Regions from separate parts of the Mus musculus genome. Here all the other regions are linked to region 2. Evidence: chromatin contacts called from public HiCAR-type and promoter capture Hi-C data. All regions are on one chromosome and are shown on one strand. The core of a region is the stretch at or near the end of the contact, and the rest is flanking DNA. Distances in the headings are between cores, read along the strand shown.

Region 1 (3,994 bases), core at 890-3,389, 650 kb after region 2:
TACTACAGAGATGACTAGTCGCCAGAGGTAAATATTGCCTTTGGCACTTATAACCTATATCAACCCCTCTGTGCTTCAAATCCTGTATCTTTAAAATTGGGTGACAATATTCAGGCCACAAGGCTTTAGGAGAATTGAACGCACAGATGTGACCAGCATTTCCAGAATAATGCATAAAATATGTGAAGCATGTTAGGTTGATGTTTATTATTTATTAGGTATCGTCTTCTATGATGTCCAACTTTATCAATATAATGCACCATCTAAATGATATCAGAGCTGTCTTTCCAATGTAGCAGCAATCCTTTAGGAACAAAGATTCTTTTAGACACTTCTTGTATGTTACTCAACTGAAAAGCACACGTCACAGGGGGAGTTCAAAGTATCATTTTGATCAGCAATGCGGTAGCTTATCTCTTTTGGCAAGTAGATTTCTTGGCAGCAAGCCTCCAAACACTTGGTCTTTTCCTTGCGGACAGACTGTGCTCTGTGAAGATCTGATGACTTTCTACAGTGATACCGTAGGGCTGAATTCATGAATCTCACTCAATAAAGAAACCAATGGATGTGATAGCAAACCCTAGTGTTTAGTGTCACTCAGAGATGTGAGTGTAGGAACTGAGAGCTGCAGAAATATGCAAGGATCTGATCTAAGTCAGAGCACTGAGGACTTAAGTCTATTATGCAGGAGCAAATAGCTGCAATTAATTAATGTTGCTTGTGCACCCATTTTATAATAGGAATTAAGCATATTTAATTATGCAGTGAGGATTATAGCTAACTTGATCAGTGTTTATCTGGTCTTCCATCAATTTTCTCCCAGGCTCTCTTCATTCTCTATCTCAGAGACCGACATATAAAGCTTAAGCTTGTTATGTTCTCTGTTCGTCAGACTCTGTTAGATTGTTGTTGCTGGGAAACATTTGTGTGACACTGGAATTGTGGGAAATTATTAAAAAACTGAGCCCATCCTAGCTTCCAATGGTGGCTTTATGTCCTCAGGGACACCAGCCTGAATATCTCAGCTCTTTCTCTTCCTGATACAGCCTTTAACGTATTTTCTCACTCTTCTAAGCCTTTGTGACTTTCCTCACATTAAATATTTCTCCTATCTGTTATGAATTCCATCTCCTTCCTTGTACTTTGAGAAAGATAGATGTTGTTTTCATGTATAGAAAGAGAACTGAGTGGTCTGTCTAAACACACACAGATAGGTTGCAAGTAGATCTTCAAATTTGTGGTAATTTTAAACATGCGTGGTTAAACAATTTTACTGAATCCAAATGAAAGATCAGAATGGTTTTGTCTCTGAAATTGATTGAATGATGGCAATTATTACCACTTAATAATCGAATTCTCCCAATAGCTTCTGAGACCTCTTGAGAACAAGTGCAAACTACTCATTTTCAATTTCCTAACAACTACTATTGTGCTTAGAATTTAGTAGCTTAATAAATACTTGTGTATTAAATGAATATAATCATTGCAAACAGGACTTTGCATTAGAAAGCCTAAAGCTGCCTGGTAAGGCTTAGGTCAAAAATGTGACTCAAGTGTGGAACACTGGCTTCTCCTGCAACTATCTCCTCATTCTCTACATATGATTGCTACTAGAAGTGACAGGCGTGCCATTAACAGCTGGCTCTGCTCAAGGCAGAACTCATATTTTGAATTTCCTCTTCTGCTTCTCAGTTTAGATTTAGAACACATCTAAACTGACAAATTGACTAGATTGCTGGTGAAGAAATGGTCTATATGTGCCAGTATTATTTTGCATGGTAAAACCATATGAATGGGCAATTTTCTTGATATCAGATAAGGTTTCTCAGGTACCTGGAATGTAGAAAATAAAATGTGTGTGTGTGTGTGTGTGTGTGTGTGTGTGTGTGTGTGTGTGTGTGTGTGTACTTCTTAACAAGTGAAATTTAGCATTGTCTCCTTTGGTTTCTGATTGGAAGGAGCTGACCAAAATAAAATCACTTGCTAGGAATTAAACAATTCATTGTATTTCCCTAAGTCCTTTCTTGGCAAATCCTTCCTTGGCTTGGTATTGGTTGAAAGCATTTTAGCTGGACAGCACCCAAGAGGCTGTCTCTCACAGTTAGAGGCAATTTGAGGATTCTGAAAATAAGTGCTTTTCGTAGGACTTTTGCTGCTCTGACTTTCCTTTAGTCTCAGCATGGAGAGGACCGTCTTCTAAGGCTCCTTCATGTGTGGACTTCTCACTTGGCTGTGGTAAAGTTTGTTTCCTTAACTCAATAGTGCAGAGTAAATGAAATGAACAGCACGCATTTTCTGATAGTGAGGGTGTGGATATTGAGTGTGAATGAGCATGCTTATTCACTTAGGGCAAAGTTGTACTTTCCTGTGCCTGCGATGTTATTAAGGACCACCAACCAAAGGGTGACAACTCCTGAGGGTTTCTGCTTAGTGAGTGCAGAGAGTCAGTTCTGCGAGGAAGTCACAGTTCTAGAGTTCTGCTTTCTAGGATGCTCACCTACCTACTGAGAAACGCTACCCTGCATTCTCAAAAGAGTAGAGCCGATAGATGTTCCATCATATATCTTTAATAAATAAAACAAACAATGCAAAATGCTTTATATTTGTGGCCAGTATTTCTCCTGTGGGTGCTAAAGAGGGGAACACATTGCATTGCTGACTGCTTAATTAAAAGTGCAATGCCCTGCTTTCATTAGCATTCATGGTTGATTTGTGTTTATCTGTGATACTGTGTGATCCTGGGAACAGGAGTCATTGTTTAAACAACCCTGTGCTAACCAAGGACACTGTTCATGTAGTTATCTGACTCTGTTCACATTTCTCCTTTAGGATCAAAGAGCTCTACAGGGGAATATGGCATGATGCAGTATTGAGTTACACAGGCTTCGTTGAGTCAATGAAACAGACGATTCTTTGCCTTTTTTCCCTCTATAGACATATTTAAAATGCATCTGAAAATATAATTTTTTCAGAGAAAAGGTTGGCACATTAGAAGAAAGTGCAGGATAATTTACTAACATTAAATCCGTTTTCAAGTGCCTGGCTTTGTATGATTTATTTATATTACAGATTCTTGTTTGTAAAACTTCTGAGACAACAAGACTGTTTTGAAAGGAATCTTCAAGGTGGCGATAGAAACTAACCAGGTAATGATTTAGTACTCGTAGAAAAATTACCCTGTAATCTTCTAGGGACTAGACCCACTTTCTCTTGTCCAAAAAATGAAAATGGATATTTAGAATAGTTATATTTTAAGCTACTAAAGAAAGTGAAGATAGCTTTGACATGGGAGAGGAGTAAGTTTGCTCTTACTGATGAGTAGGGTGACTAGCCTGGGCTCAGGAGAAACAGCATAAAGGCTGATGAAAAGTTGCTCTATGGATGACAAAATGAGGCAGGTGTGGAGAGTTGAGAGTGTAATATTTCAGCTATATTCAAAGTAGATTTGGATCATGACTTTGCTCTCTAATGGAAACCTTCCCCTTTCTAACATTCTTTTCAAAATAAGTATCAGCTCCTCTCAGGAAGTTAAGTGGACTTGAAGTTTTATGTGGGAGCCTTAAGTCTGGGGGCTTCATTCAAGTGTGTGCTCAGGACTGCCAAGATAGCCTCTCTAATTTTCATCTTTATATTGTGAATTTTCAACCCTATTAACACAAGAAGTAAGTTGAACCTCAGCCTACATGGCCTGATTCAATGACAGTGTATGTTCATTTATTTGTTTATTCATTTATTTATAACAAATTTTAACTTTCCTAGAACAATTTGTTCCTGAGGATCTGGGTCCAAGAAACTTTTTCTGGTGTTTGAGCAATCTTGAATGATTCAGCCTTCTACAGAACAGCAAGCTTGTCTTGTTATTTGTTAAATATTCCCATTTCATGAAGTTAATGGCACATAGTGAGTGTTCAATAAGTGTTTGTTGTAGTTGAAAGGCAGTAAAGAGAACCAGAGTCCTGCAGAACTGGCTCAGAGTTCTGAAAGAGTTTAAAAT
Region 2 (3,928 bases), core at 1,086-3,585:
CAGGAGTATGTTAGATTGTATCCTGTGATAACTCCCTCAGGAATATGTTAGATTGTATCCTATAATAACCCCTCAGTTCATCCTCCCCCTCCTCCGCCCCTGCTCAGGCTCTGGGATCAGTGAGAACCCTGTCAGCTTCCACACCTTTCATTCAAACAATAAAAACAACTGGCAGCTATTCTCTAAGACTGGGTATGTAATCAGAGTCGATCGTCTCTAAAGCGTCCTTTTCTGTTCTACAGTTCACTTGCTCTGGTTCAAAAACATGACACCCTGACAACGGGAGATGACCTTTTTAAGATACAAAAGAAAAACCAAACAAACAAAACCAAAAACCAAAAAAACAAACAAACAAAAACCCCACCAGGCAGTCCTTGTAGAGGTGGTGAGCCCCCCAGCCCTACACCCTGCAACCCTGCGCTTCCTGAATCCTACTTAGTGCACAGAGCAGCTATGCCATGATCCACACACACACACACTCTCTCTCTCCCTCTCTCCCTCCCTCTCTCCCTCCCATTAAAGCTGGTGTTTCTCTGTGTAGGCCTGGCTGACCTAGAACTCCGTTTCTAGACCAAATTGGCCTTGAACTCAGAGACCTGCCTGTTGTCTGTCTCTGCCTCCCGAGTTCGGGGGACTAAGGGCACGAGCCACCTCGCCCGCTCAGGAGCACATTCTGCGTGATCACTTGCTGATGTTTGCAACCCTCTAGCAGTGTGCACATTGCCATTAGCAGGCATCCTGTCTTGTGTGTCTTGGTCCCTGCAGCACTACTCCTACATAGGAACATTCTCCGTACATAGTTTTAAAGGAGGAAACCCCAGCCTCTCTTTTGCTATTTCAGTTTACATTTGGGTTCGGTTTTATAACCCGCCTCACTCCCCGAGAACAATATACTTTAACTTTAGCCCTTGTTGCCTGCATGTTTCCTAAGCATTTACCTTGCAGATGGAAAGCTCTATTCTTTCCCTAAAATTCCCCCTAGCCACCCCTTCCCCTTCAGCTCCTGGTACTGATACTCTTTTTCACTGCTGGGATTCAAACCCCAAACACTAAGGCTGTACTCTACCCCAAAGTCCCATCCATAGCTGCCTGTCACATCTCTATCAAAGAGTCTCCTTTTCTTCAATTCCTACAATTCCTTCTACTCCCCAGTAATGTGATAGCTCTACCCAGACTCCCCCAAATTTTCAGTAAAATTGGGGCAGAGGGCAGCACCCAAAGAGCACAGTTATATTCACACTTACACCTTCAATGCTTGGCAGAGGGAAGTTCTATTTATAGAGTTAGTAGTCGTTGACAAGAGGTACACACTTAAAGAAAACAAAAGGCAAATTCTCACACAGCAACTCCAGTGAGCTTGCTAGATGGGGAAACAATTTTATCTTAAGAAAACACAACTGCCCTAAATTTTCACAACACTTCTGATTGCTTAATCCATGCTGGAATAAGGAACCGGGCACTGGGCTGGATGAGACAAAGAGCTAAGAATGTGGGAAGACAATTACAGGGCTGGGGATGCTACTCCCTGCTAAACTGTGAGCTCCTGGGTTCTATGCGAAGCGCTCTCTCTCTCTCTCTCTCTCTCTCTCTCTCTCTCTCTCTCACACACACACACACACACACACACTGTACCAGCTCAGCGACTCCTAGGGAAGTTACATCTTTCTTAGGGTTCTTATTTTTTCTCCCTGGGGCCAGGCTTTTTCTTGGGACCTTGCAGTTTCCTGGAGGAACTGTGAAAGGCAGAAATCAGGCACCTTCGATCTTGTTGGGCAGCTATTAGTTGAATTAGGTGTGGGGAGAGGGGGAGGGGCGGTTACTGTCTTATTGAAGGAACTTTAAATGACCAAAAATCTGTTCTCTTCTGGGTTAGTTTGTTTTTGTTTGTTTGAAACAGTCTTAATGGAGAGGCCTAGGCTGGTCTCAAACTCCTGACTTCCCTCAGGACTCAGCCTTACCAGTGCTGGGATAACAGGCGTGTATAAACCCCCACTTCTGAAAAGAGTTCAGAAGCTCCGAGGCCTTTTGGAGTGATGTATCAGTAGCATCTTAAGCAAGGCGACTGCTCTAAAGTGGAGCCGGAATGCAACCTAGACATAGGTTTCTATTAGCACAAGATGGAGACCGTACAGAAGGCCAGAGAGGCAGGTTTACGGAATAAGTGCCTCAGCGGAAGGTGACCTCTAACTTTAGAGAGCGGGGGAGAGCGCGTGCACACTCCAGCCTTGTCCTTGAAGGAGATTGAACGAGCCGAGGGGAGGGATAGACCCGTCTCGGGTTTCCAATCACAATGGAGAAAGCTAGGAGGCTGGAGCGCCGCGGCCCCGCCTCCTCCTCCTCCTTCTTGTAGAGCCGGAGTCTGCGATCCGCAGAGCAGCAGCCTGCTGACTTTGCAGTGGCTCCCCTGCCTCAGCGCGCCGCAGAGCCTCCTCTTTTCTGGTAGGTCTGAATCCAGGATCCCAAAACCTGACTTAACTGAACATCAGGGTGTGTGTTGTGGGAGTAGGGAGTGCAGAGGTGTTATTGTTTGGCAGAACAGGAGGAAGGAGCTACGTACGACACATCCACTCTTTGGGGCCTTTGTCCCTGAGCATTCATGCCCCTACCTATTTCTTCTTTGTGGTTTTGGGTGGCAAGCCGAGCGAGCAGAGGTGCGCAGCTGAGCTCCCGACTCGGTCTGCACCTTGGTACAGCCTGAGCACAGGGTGGTCTCGGGCCTGTGTGCTATCAATAGAAAGACTTGTAACGTAAGGTAAGTCAAACCTAGTCTCTTCAAGTCCTTGGCAGTTAGCACATCACCCATCAGCTGCGATGCAGCCTGGGGCGCAAGCCAGGGCAGCGCGCCCAGTGGCCGGGGAACCGAGCAAGGTCTAGGTGGGTCCCTGTGAAGGTTGGAAGGTCTTGCACCTGGTGATGGAGAACGGTCCCAGCTATTTTAGCAATGAGGATAAAGGAAAGTTCGGTCCGGAACACCAGGCTTCGTCCCCTCTCACGCTGCCCGCCCTGCAGCCGGGTACTTGCTGGGCCTCTTTAGATGCGCTAGGATTTTGTTTACTTCTTGTGCTAAGTGTGGAAGCCTAGGCTTTCCCCCTGGAGACCGTAATCGAGGTGTGCGCTGGTGTCTCCCTCGTGACCTGCTTTGCACAGGAGGAAAGGTGGCTTGGGTGTCACGGAACTGAACAAGCTCCGACAGCACCTGGGGTCGGGGGTAGGGTGAAGGATATGACTGGTTTTAATGGAGAAATTGGAGGCCATACCCGGGCATTAAGAGTTAACATAGGTGATTCTCTGCGGAGTCGTCCTTAGCCTCTGACCTAGACCACTGGTTCTTATCCACAGGAGATGGGAATGTGGGGGCACCCTGAGGCGAGGGTGTTTTTTCCTGTTCCTTTCTCTCTACAGTCAACTCCCTGATTTGACACAGGCTTGCTACAACGCAAACTATTTTCTTCTCATTCTCTATCACTGTGGGAGGTGGGGGTGGGAGGAGAATACACGCTGAACTTCAGTCTAGATATCTGCCTGTGCTTGCTGGATCTTCAACACTGCCGCTTTTGAAATTCCCCAAAGCGATTTAAAATGTTTTCAGGACAGCTTCAACGTTCCAGCGTTTCAGATAGCATCCCAGGATGATGGAGGGTGACCTTGGCCTCTCCTGACTCTCCTACCTCCACCTCCCAAACGTTGGGACTCCAGGCCTTCCTAATGTTCTCTGGAGCCTATCAGATTTTAAGCCAACTAACAAAAATAAACTTGGTGTGGGCAGGCTTTGGGGAGGCTCTGCTTTTCTTACTGTTGAGGCTACTCAGCTGAAACTGCCTAAGACACAGGGCCTGACTGGATTCATTTTAAGGTTGGTGCTTTGTCCAAACCCTCCCACAGCAGTTCATCTTCCCACCCACCAAAAAACTACAAGTGTAATTCTCTA
Region 3 (4,397 bases), core at 1,728-4,227, 980 kb after region 2:
TTTTTTTTTAAAGCTGTCATGTCTGACTCAATACAATAATGTCATCTTAAATTTTTGCCCCTTATTTGAATACTATAGCTACAATCAAATTAATTTGTTAAATTGTTATATTCAGAATAAATATGGATATAACATTGGTTGTCCACCTGCAAGCTTTCTAACAGTTTACTGTAGCTTGATGCTTAGCCAGTTTTACATTAGGAATTCAACATACATGATACAGGGATGAGGGTACTCAGCCGCATTAACAACTTGGAAAAAAAGAAAGAAGCAAATGGCGATGTTACAGTGAATTCTCAGGTGAACTTTCCAGTTATGAAAACATGTATTTTGCATTTGTAAATATTTTAACTGTTTTTATTAAGGCATGGACTAAACTATTCTTTGACACCTGTTGGGTAGAGTGAAAATTTAAAGCCATAATGGTAAAGGATGGCATACTGATTGTAAAATAAACAAATGATAATAATAATAATAATTTTTATGTCTCTTTCATAATATAATTTTTCTAACTGCAATAAAGCCACCGAACTTATATATTCCTGTCCTATTAAGCCCATGTTTCATTAGTAGTACACCTTATAATATTTAATTTACATTTTCTTTCTAATGTGCTTGTCTGCATGTGTCAGTATAAGTCCTAGATGGTGATTCTAGACTGACGGTTAAATAAAGTTCCTAACACGGCTTTCAGTCGGAAAATAAAAAAATGTGATCCTTGCTGAGCAGTGGTGGCGCACGCCTTAAATCCCAGCACTTGGGAGGCAGAGGCAGGCACAGGCGGATCTCTGAGTTCGAGGCCAACCTGGTCTACAGCGTGAGTTCCAGGACAGCCAGGGCTACACAGAGAAACCCTGCCTTGAAAAAACAAAACAAAACAAAACCATAATCCTTTACAAAAATGATATAATTAAATTTGACCTGTTAAGGGGTTATTGATACACTGTTTCCTGTTCAACATGATTTTAAAGCTCTTAACTAGAATATGCAAATAAGTGTTCAATAATGTCATACATCACTCTAACTAAAGCTTTCTTTAAAAGAGCAAATGGCTTGACTATAAGATGTGTGCGCCATACAGTAGCAATGCTAAAAACAATAATTCAAAATTTTGAGATGTTTCAGTATGCTATTTTCTTGTATTTGGAGATGTTACATAATCATTCTAATGGGAACAATGGTCAGGTATCCTGGTCTGGGTTGATGTTGTGATCTGGCAAAGTAACACTTAAAAAATTGACACTGCATAGTTTTGCAGAAACTGAACTGCATTTTAATGCCTAATATGCAAATCAGCATGCCCGCAATATGCTTCAAGGAGGCTCCAGCTGGTGGTTATTGTGAGTCTCTCATTGCCTTGAAAGGATAGGAAGAAATGTTCAATGACATGAATGGGTAGACATCCATGGTCAAAGCCAGAGCCCACTTCTCCTCATCTGCATTTGCATAGAAGGACTAGAGCACAGTTTGGATATATCCTTTATCTCTTGGTTCACTTGATTCTATTTTTCCAAAAATTAAAGATAAGTAATAAAAAGACAGATGATAAAGTTTTCATTCAATATTTTAGGTTAAGGTATAACAGATTTTAAAAAGAACAAGCCAAGCTTTTATTTTATTTTTTTTTTATAAAAAGCTGAATTCTCTGTTTACATGGATTGGTTTCAGAATCTAGTCTTTAAAGGAGCACAGGTGGCTAAGATAGGTTAAGTTGAGTCACACAGATGCACATAGGCCCTGTGCTCTGAACCAGTGAGGAAGATGCAGCCAATCTGCATGGGCTGTAAAGAGGCCCAGAGAGGAACCCATGATCAGTTTCCCTTCTTGAACATCTCTGCACCAGCAAAGTGTTCTGACTCTGGGAGTCTTCTCTTCCAGGGGTCTTAAAAATAACCTGGGGTTTTTTTCATGAGAAGCAATGTGTCTTACACAGAATTCCAATCTCCCACCCCTAACTACAAATAATTTTAGTATCAAACTCACATATCATAAACACCACCTCTATTCAGTGTGATATATGCATATATTGTAACCTTTAAAATAATCCCAAAACTTCAACATCATCATCTTGACTTATAAAATCATTTAGTTCACAGATGTTAAGCAATCTAACAGAAACTACCCAACTAGTAAGTAACAAAGCCTAAATCTGAAAGCAGATCTGAGTTTACCTGTCATCTTTAATCAGAATCCTCTCCTATTTCACCCAGCTAACAAGGGAAGCCATTGGCTTTTACTGAAGTAGCATAGATAAGCTAAAGCCTTGCAGAAATTAGTGTCAAATTATCAACATCTGTCCTGGGAGAACAAGGCATATTGCTCACACAAATAAAAGCAGATGATTAGATAGATAGATTAGATGGATGGCTAGATAGATAGATAGATAGATAGATAGATAGATAGATAGATAGATACATAGATAGATAGATAGATAGATACATAGATACATAGATACATAGATACATAGATAGACACATAGATAGATACATAGATAGATACATAGATAGATACATAGATACATAGATACATAGATACATAGATACATAGATAGACAGATAGACAGATAAACAAGAAAAGCCAAATCCTACCTGGAGGTAGAAGTCAAAGCTGTCCAGTTCCTTTCAGAATGTTCGCAAGGGTCTGGATCACAGAGCACAGTCTGAAACAGGAAACTGAGGCAGCACCCCACAGAAGTTGTGAACAGTTCTGGCAAGTCAAGAGAGCTGGTGGGCACAGACAGGGCAGATTAGAGGAAAGAAAAGACCAAGGGTCTGATCTCACCCCTGAGCAGTCTTTCTCTTTCGTCTTTCCAGTTGGCCTCTTTTTTTCTGGCAGTCTGCAGGGAATTGGGCACCCTGGCAAGGGCACTGCCCTGCATCTCAGCTCCCAGGGCACAGAAAGAGCTGGAGCCTTTGAGCCATTTCTTTGCAATTTGCAGCAAGTTTAAGGCCACACGTGATAAAGCTTTGTTTATAGAGGAACAAGGAAAATAAAAAAAAAAAAAAAGAAAAGACCATTTGTGATTTTTACTTGCTGATCCCAGAAAACACCATTCCACAGGGGGTTGGGGGGGTGAGGAAACAGAAGCCAGGGCAGGGAAGGAAGTTAGTAACAAAGACCCCCTCCCCTTCTCCTTCCAATCAGTCTTCCAGCCAGCCAGTCCTAAGGGACATCAAGGGGCCAGGCTTGTTGTGTTGTATTTATTTGTTTGCTATTATTTTTTTAAAAAAATATCTTGGGCCAGTTCCCTGCTTTGTTTCCCTCACCATTGGGCTTCTAGAATCTGCAGGAATACTTTCAGGTCAGGATCAAAGCTCTGCAGGATCCTTCCAGGGGGAGTTCACTTTCAAAGCAAAAAAATCAATAGCTCCATCCACACACCCTATGAGCCTTGAAATTTGACAAAATAGCAATTGGATTTTTTGGCATTCAGTTACTTACACTACCTAAGCCTAAGGAAAGAGAAAGCTTTGCTCTGAGAAAAAATTCAAACCAAACCTCTTCCCAAGAGAATGATTTTAGAGGATTTGAGAAATACTGATTTTTTTTTCCCATTTTGATTCCACCAGTAAGTAAATTTGTCACCAGGATTCTCCAAGGTTCAACTTAGTCTTCCAGGGCTGTGACTCTGAGCAGGGCACCTAATCTCAAAATGTTCTGCTATTGAGCTATGTATTTGTTATTCAGAATGAGATTTCCATGGAATATCCAAAGATTAAATGATGTCATATCTACTCCGAACAAAAATCCAAAATGAGCAGACAGTGGCGCCTTTATCACAGATGTAACTTCAGCTGCCACAATGGTTACGATGAGTAGCCAGTTGTTTTCAATTTTACTTTTGCTTTTATGTATATGTGTTTCTATAAGTTTATTTGCACCACATGCATATATAACTGCCTAGTCCAGAAATGGTGTTGGATCCCCAGAAACTGGAGTCCTAAGTGGTTGTGAGCTGCTCTACGGGTACTGAACTACAACCTTCTATGGGAGCAGCCACTGCTCTTAACCACTGAGCCATCTCCATAGCCCTATTAGCCAACATTTTCATGAGTACATTTTACTGCAAAAGATAAAAGAAGAAGGAAAGAAACTTGGGCTTATCTTAAACCTTACAAAAAAGCAATGGGCTAGGAGTGGTGCTGCACTTAACCCCACCACTGAAGAGGAAACAGTAGATTTAGCTCCGTGAGTTCAAAGCCAGCCCAAGACTGTCTTAACAAAACAAAACAGAACAAAACAGAACAAAACAAAACAAAACAAAACAAAACAAAACAAAACAAAACAAAACGGAAGCACTTGTATGTAGACTCTTGTAAGACCAAGAACATTATTTTAGCAGTCAAGCTGGGACTGCCTTGCCTTCAGAAGCAGGGATCAAACATCTTTGTGTTAAA

What was found. Promoter capture Hi-C pulls out the DNA fragments that hold promoters and counts their contacts. HiCAR-type assays count read pairs that join an accessible place to other places.
Region 1: a promoter capture Hi-C map of liver shows a contact between it and region 2, with 2.2 times the contacts expected there. The contact joins the promoter of Slco1a4 here to the promoter of Ldhb in region 2.
Region 3: a HiCAR-type map of astrocytes shows a contact between it and region 2, with 4 times the contacts expected there. The contact joins the promoter of Slco1c1 here to the promoter of Ldhb in region 2. A contact is called at or near these places in 1 of 39 promoter capture datasets (hippocampal neurons) and 1 of 115 datasets of contacts at active chromatin or transcription factors (astrocytes).

The regions. Positions count from the first base shown.
Region 1 is chr6:141,854,365-141,858,358 of GRCm38.p6, reverse strand. It overlaps Slco1a4 (solute carrier organic anion transporter family, member 1a4), which reads left to right and starts at 2,139. Exons shown (of 16, transcript NM_001355577.1): 1 at 2,139-2,235; 2 at 3,070-3,146.
Region 2 is chr6:142,506,364-142,510,291 of GRCm38.p6, reverse strand. It overlaps Ldhb (lactate dehydrogenase B), which reads left to right and starts at 2,335. Exons shown (of 8, transcript NM_008492.3): 1 at 2,335-2,439.
Region 3 is chr6:141,522,934-141,527,330 of GRCm38.p6, reverse strand. Slco1c1 (solute carrier organic anion transporter family, member 1c1) reads right to left here and starts at 2,977. Exons shown (of 15, transcript NM_021471.3): 1 at 2,589-2,977.